Linked DNA regions of Mus musculus: region 2 is linked to region 1. The links are chromatin contacts, called in public promoter capture Hi-C maps. All regions are on one chromosome and are shown on one strand. Each heading gives the region's core, a stretch centred on a gene start, on an enhancer-like site or on the middle of the called end of the contact. The rest is flanking DNA. Distances are from core to core; before and after follow the strand shown.

Region 1 (3,255 bases), core at 237-2,736:
AGGAACACTCCATTCCTGGTCATCTGCTCCATCATTCTGCTTCAGGCTCCAGAGCGATCTCCACATAAAGATAAATGCTCATCATACATTTTATAGAGTGTAAAAGCTGTAAGAAGTGCCCGGTGCTCTGGACTGCTGTGCAAATACCCCATGAGAGCTGTGAGCTAATTACTCACATGTTATCCACTCCCTGGTTAGCCCAAAGGATAGCCAGCCATGCCATGTGGATGAACACATCATTCAGAAGCTGCCCAGGGCTGAATTATTTTATATTAAAGAAGTAGACAACCCACCCCACCCCCATTCAATAAACTATTCATTAATTCTGGACTCCACTGTGAGAAAATTGAATTTTTGCCGGAGATGGAAAGGAATGAGGGTAGGAATTCAGAAAATAGAAATTTAGAGAGCTAGAATTGCCACCTGGAATAACCTTCCAAAGACAATAAGTATGTTCACTAAGCTCCTTTGTCACAGACCTTATTTTTGCCCACTGGGCTTAGGGGATGTCTTGTCTGCTTCTTATCCACTGTGCCCTGTTTCTGCTGCCAATTCACACAACCTGCTTTGTTGACCTACTGTAGAGTTAATGTAGTATAGTTTTCCCATTTTGCATACAAAAGAGTCAGAGACTTGTGTCTACCTTCAGTAATGCCTATTACATTTCTGTGATAGACATTGTGCCAATCCTTATAAATATAATAATAACCTAAGACCATTGAAAAATAGTTATTGTAAGAAAATGGACTATGCTTCACCCAGACTCAGGCTCTTTTTTCTTCTTCCAAGCTGATGTTGATGTAGCCAATAATTAATCACATATTAAGTAGTAATGTTATTCAGAAGAGGACAAGAGGTCCCTCTAGTCACTGAAGCATAGTTTTTTTTTTAATTATAGATTGCATCATTTGATCAGGCAAAGCATGATCAACTATCAGTACTTCACATGGATCAACCACAGAAACAATTTGTGTACTCAATATTGGACTTTTCTCTGTAAATAGGCCACAAGGTTTTCATAATATAAAGCTTCTGGTATTATATGCTAGCTCTTGTAATTTAACAAATATGAATATGGTAAAAATATGGATGACCATGAATTGTTGATAATTTTTTCACAGGCTTGTAATTCTACAACTTGCAGTGATGTTGTTCACTAACACACTCACAGCACAGAGAAGTGTAAAGAAAGCCCTGAAGGCACTTAACCGGAGTTAGACAAACAATTCTCAGCTGTCCTGGGCTTTGAAAAGAGAGGCTCAAAGCGATGTTTTTTCCAAATCTGGGCACATTCCTATTTACTCTGTAACACATCTGTTGAGTTTGGCATGTGAGTTCGTAACTGCCCATTGTTTTGTCTAATCTGTTGTTAGTTTCCACACCCAGACGGTAAGTCATACATACAAAATAGTAACGTACAAGAAGCCTTGTTTACTCAGGTGTGCTGTGTGGGTACTGGGAATTATGTGTTACAGTTTCTGAACTGATCACCCAAGCGGCATGACACTGGAACCAGATACTGGGAAATGTGACCCAGTATTCAGTGTACACAGGCATGAGACCCATAATCTTACAAAACCTGGCTTGGGAAAATGTAAAGGAGATAGAGGAAGAAGCATTTTTTTTTCTATCACAAAAAGGGATCAAGCCTCTAACATTTCTAGGGCTTTCTTATGAAATCAGACAGTCCTAAAAGTATGTCATTTGTTTTTTATCACTTAGTATTGAATAAAAATATATAATGCACCTGATATATGCCAAGAGTCTTCAAATTTTTTTGAAATATAAAAATGAGTAAGTCATAGCCTTCTACATGCATAGAGAAATAACAATGCTTACAACATAATGAGGCTCAGTATATTCAGAACCAATCTGTACTGTAATGTTATTTTAGCAACTCTTTTGTATTAAAACTATTTCAGAGAAATCTCTATTATCAAAATAAAGAAACCTCAATTTAAAAAAAAAACAAACCAGCATGTGTATAAACACCACCCAAAGATATTTTTTGAGCATTATTTTTCTTTAAACCACCCAAAAAAGATGTATCTATCTTGTTTTGAAAATTGACGTTGTACTTGGTAGATAGTAGAGGAAGATAATCAGATTACAGATCACTCTTCCTCTGTACACGAAAACACCTTCTTCAAATTCCCAATTAAATTAGATTCAAGTGATTCGCTTCTATGGTTTCAGGGCCTTCAATATCAAAACAAAATCTAGTCACACAGGGAAATATTAAACTAAGAGATCATAGTTGAGTCAACTAATTAAAACCCGAGGAACAGTATAGGGAAACTTCAGAAGGGTTGTTATATCTGTAGTCCCCTGGGCACCTGATTAATAACAGCAACTAGGAGTTCATCTGGCAGTGAGAAACCTCCTAACAACAGAGGGAGCCTCCTCAGAATGAACATCAGTATACCTTGACCTCTGTCATCACCAACATCCCAAGATGAGACTTTCAATGACATAGGCACTTATTTAGCAATACACCATTGTGAACACGTCTCCAACCTAGTACAGAGCGGAGCTCAGCCCTACAAGATATTTATTTTAATGTGTAGTTCATTTATTGGAATGCTAAGATTTAGATAAAGTTGACATTTTTTTAAATCAAGGTTATTATTGTATTCTAAGACCTCAGCTCAAGACATTGTATTCTAGCTAACCTGTCGTCTTCCCGTATTGAAGATTCCTTTGTCACTTCCCAGTTATTTTGAAAAGTAGCATTCTACTCCTATAGGAAACACTGTTACATCGAAGATGAAAGGAAGGATTCTCCTAGGTTTCTGAGGATTATTGAAATAAAAAGAGTAAGCATTGAAAGAGTTCTTAGCTAATGCAAATAAATCACAGTGATGAAGAAACAGCCCCGAGGCAAGCCAAAACAGGAAATTCCATGAGGAACAATTGGAACGGGTCACGTGACGCCAGAGTCGCTCATACTTACTGTATCTGACATAGTGAACAGTGAGCCCAATGCACACTGCCAAGACAATCAGGGATAAAAAAGAAATGATGCCGATAACCCAGGGCTCCACACACGTTCTCTTCCTGGCCCTCACCACACATGACCTGAGGAAGAAAGGAAAGGGGGTGGGTTATACGCAAGTGCATGCCTCCTCCGCACCCTAGGCAAGTTAGAAGCCTTCAGATGACAGCGTGCTGCCTGGCTTTCCAGCTGCTGACAGGAGTCCTACTTCTGACTGCCCAAGCTTGGGCAAGTAATTTGGTTCCTCTGTGCCTCTGTTT
Region 2 (3,426 bases), core at 636-3,135, 210 kb after region 1:
AGCTTCAACGGCTAGAGGGACTACAAGATAAGTCATTGAAGGATTTCATGCAGGTTGCTGAGAAAGTCTACCATAACAGGGAGAAAGAGGAAGAAAAGGAACAGAGAAAGAGAAAGGAAGAAGAAGATAAAAGGAAAATGAAAAAACTAGAAAGGTGACAGGAAATGAATTTACAGAGAATCTTGCCTACAGTAGTTAGGGAAAGCAGAAAAGAGAGACTCCAACCAAAGAGATATAGAAAACCCCTTTAAACCGATCAGTGCACATATTGCAAAGAGAGGGGCCATTGGACTTGAAAGTGCATTAACAAACAGAAGCAGGGGGGTGGGAAATTGAAGGCTTGGAAAAACACCCCCAAAAGGCAAAGGTGTTAACCCTGGGTGATGACAGTGATTAATGGAGATGGGGTTCAGACCCCCTCCCTGAATCCAGAGAAACTCTGATAGTGGAGGGGAAACACACTCAGTTTCTGGTGGACACAGGGGCGCAACACTAGGTCGTCCTCTAAGCTGATGGTCCAGTTTCCAAGAACCCAGTTCTTGACCTCTCCTACCCCCAGAGTGACTTTTTAGGCTGACAAAGATCTTATGGCTTGATTGCCAGCTTTCCATATCAGCCACCAGGAATTGTGGCCTAAACTTAGTGCCCTGTATAATGCAGGTATCCCAGAGTTTCCACAGGACTACCAAGTTGGAGATTGGATATATGTTAAGAGGCATCATGCTGAAAACTTGGAAGCCAAGTGGAAAGGGCCATACCTGGTGTTGTTGACCGTACCAACCTCCAGAAAATTGGATAGAGTAACTGCCTAGGTTCATATAACTCATGTCATACTAGCACCTGCATCTGACACCAACTGGATAGCAGCCAGACTCACAAACAACCCCCTCAAGCTCAAGATCACCTGCCCATCTGTAAGGCCTGAGAAACCATGAGATGGTTATGGTGTATCTTCCTTCTGGTGCTGGGCCTCAGCAACCCCCAAAGCCATACCAAAGTGACTTGCAACATACTCTGAGGATATAGCTTGGTGTACTGTAGACAAACACCCACCTTACATCTGGTGGCCAGATCTTGTCTTTGATCTCTGTAAGTTAGGAGTGGGTTTTGACTCCTGGGATATCCCCACCCTAGAGACACAGGGCAAGGGAGTACACAGATGTGGGAAATGAGGGACTAGTGGATCTAAACTATGTCCGAGAAGTGGCTTTGGAGGGTTGGGCTTATGGTGTGAACATTTGAAGTTGAATAACTTTCAAGAAACCCCCATATATGTGTGCCCTCGAGATGGGAAAAGCTATCAGCAGGCCCACCAGTGTTGTGAGGTGGGGGGGAAGAAATCACTTTTTCTGTGCTACCTGGGGATGTGAAACACTAGGAAGCACATACTGGAGACCATTCCCGGGGTAGTTAAAGATTCAATGGTCAAGGTGAGAGAAGAGCTCACCAAGCAGAAGAAAGAGCAAAGAGTCAGGACTGGTTTAGAATTTTGGTTTCACTCCCCCTTGTTTAACCCTCCTTATACTTACCCTGTTAGGACCCCTAATTGTTCTGCTATTGTTGACCTTTGGAACCTGCATATTGAACAAGCAAGCAAGCATATAGTCTTCATAAAAGAGAAAATAAGAGCAGTACAGCTGATGGTCTTGTGCCAACACTATGATATCCTGAGCATAGGACCTGAAGGATATCAGTTAATTACTCCAGACCCCTGAGTGTAGCTCCAGGATTAGAGCTTGTACAAGAAAAAGGGGGTAATGAGGGACCCTAAGGTCTTTGTCCAGTCCCGCTCCCTCTTTACAGCTTCCCCTTCCTACCTGGGGTCAAGGCTAGGCCAAGCTCCATTCTCCACCCAGAGGAACATTCTGGAGTAAAAAGTCTCAGAATGTACTGACCTATAGTCACCTGACCCTCTGAAAAGTTCCAGTTAGAGTTCAAATGCCTTTCATGCTTGCTAGATAATAGATTTATTGGTCAATATGCTTAGCCAATACTTTTGAACTGTAATCTTCCTGATGTAGCCTGTGCCCCTAAAAAGTATAAAAATTGCTTGTAATAGCCATTCGGGGTCACCTTCTCATCACTAGCCTTGAGGGACAGATTGACAGCTGACCCCAACATACTGGAAAATAAGTCTCTTTCTTTTTCCTTGAAACAAACAACAAAAAAAGAAAGAAACTGTGACCAATAGGCCAAGTTCATGTCAAAAGTTTATTGCTACTGCTTTAAGGAGTAAACTAAAGCAAATAGTTTGCTCTTACTTTTTATCACTATTATTACTATTATTATTATCCTTCAATCTTTTTTATAGTCTAGTCATTATCCCCCTCCTCTTGCTCTTGCTTTTATTGCCCATTATATGAATCATATTCTGACTTCTGCTACAGATAATCAAATGCTAAAGGATTTGTTCATTAAAATACAAATTGGATTATCCTTTTAAATTTGCAGTCATAAATAAAAAAAGCAAAAATTTTATTGTTAATGAATTTGTGTGACTTAGCACTGGCTTTGATATTTTAGACCTTTATAAAATATTAATAATTAAAAGTGGATAATGCTCCTACATATCCACACATGCTTCTTTATAAAGTAACACAGAACTCAGATGATTTTACTTGTATGTGACCACGGGTAACCCTTTTCCTGCAGTGTGACACCCATGGTTCCAGAAAATATTAATATTAATATTAATAGACTTGCCAAAAGTGGAAGCAATGAAGCAGTGTTCTATGGTTCATCTTAGTATTTTCAGTGTAGAACATTTCCACAGGACTATGGTCATAGGAGTTGGAGATACTATTTTGACTTTTCTGTTTCTGTCTGATGTCATCTAGTCTGCTTCATTCGGGGCTCCTCTAGCCGCGCCATCCCTGGAGCTCTGCCTTGGTGTTTGGGGATGGTGTTGAAACATAAGGTCCTTTTGTGGTCTCAACCAAAGTGCTCATAGCATATCATCAGCTCGGCCTAGAAATGTTGTGATGACTGAGTCAGGTTTCCTTCTGGTGACATCCACCTAGGAAAGTCTGTGCAGGAGCTTTGTGATAACTGCTAGGCTGGCAAATGTGGGAATGTTTTTGGTGAGCTTGGGAAACACAAGCAATATCCAATGTAGAAGCTTGCAAGAAATTCACACACTCTTTTAAGTTTTCATTAATTTTGCATGTGTGAATGTTTGGCCTACAAGAATGCCTGTCCAACACTTTAGTTGCTAGATAGGGCAGTATATGTCATTGGAATCACTGGAACTGGGGTTAGAGAAGAGTGTGAACCACTACATGGGAAAATGTGGATCCTGGACAAACAGCCCAAGCTTTTGACTTCTCAGCTATTTTCTAAGCCCCTCACTTTATCTTATTTTTTTTTAATTTGGAAGAACCCTATATTTAAAACAATCTCACCTTTTAAAGCAACAGCCGTTTTTTA

The links. Promoter capture Hi-C pulls out the DNA fragments that hold promoters and counts their contacts.
Region 2: a contact with region 1 is called in a promoter capture Hi-C map of liver, with 2.4 times the contacts expected there. The contact joins two enhancer-like sites. A contact is called at or near these places in 1 of 39 promoter capture datasets (liver) and 2 of 9 other capture datasets (adipose tissue and liver).

What each region holds. Positions count from the first base shown.
Region 1 is chr5:86,724,320-86,727,574 of GRCm38.p6, forward strand. It overlaps Tmprss11e (transmembrane protease, serine 11e), which reads right to left. Exons shown (of 10, transcript NM_172880.2): 2 at 2,954-3,078. Among named protein-coding and RNA genes, the nearest start is that of Tmprss11e, 20 kb to the right of the region's middle. Within about 2 kb of position 1,487, at least 8 of the 459 cell types and tissues checked have an H3K27ac peak or open chromatin away from gene starts, as enhancers often do. A contact at or near this core is called in liver, where this site is marked.
Region 2 is chr5:86,936,541-86,939,966 of GRCm38.p6, forward strand. No RefSeq gene overlaps it. Among named protein-coding and RNA genes, the nearest start is that of Gm24121, 9.2 kb to the left of the region's middle. Within about 2 kb of position 1,886, at least 2 of the 459 cell types and tissues checked have an H3K27ac peak or open chromatin away from gene starts, as enhancers often do. A contact at or near this core is called in liver, where this site is marked.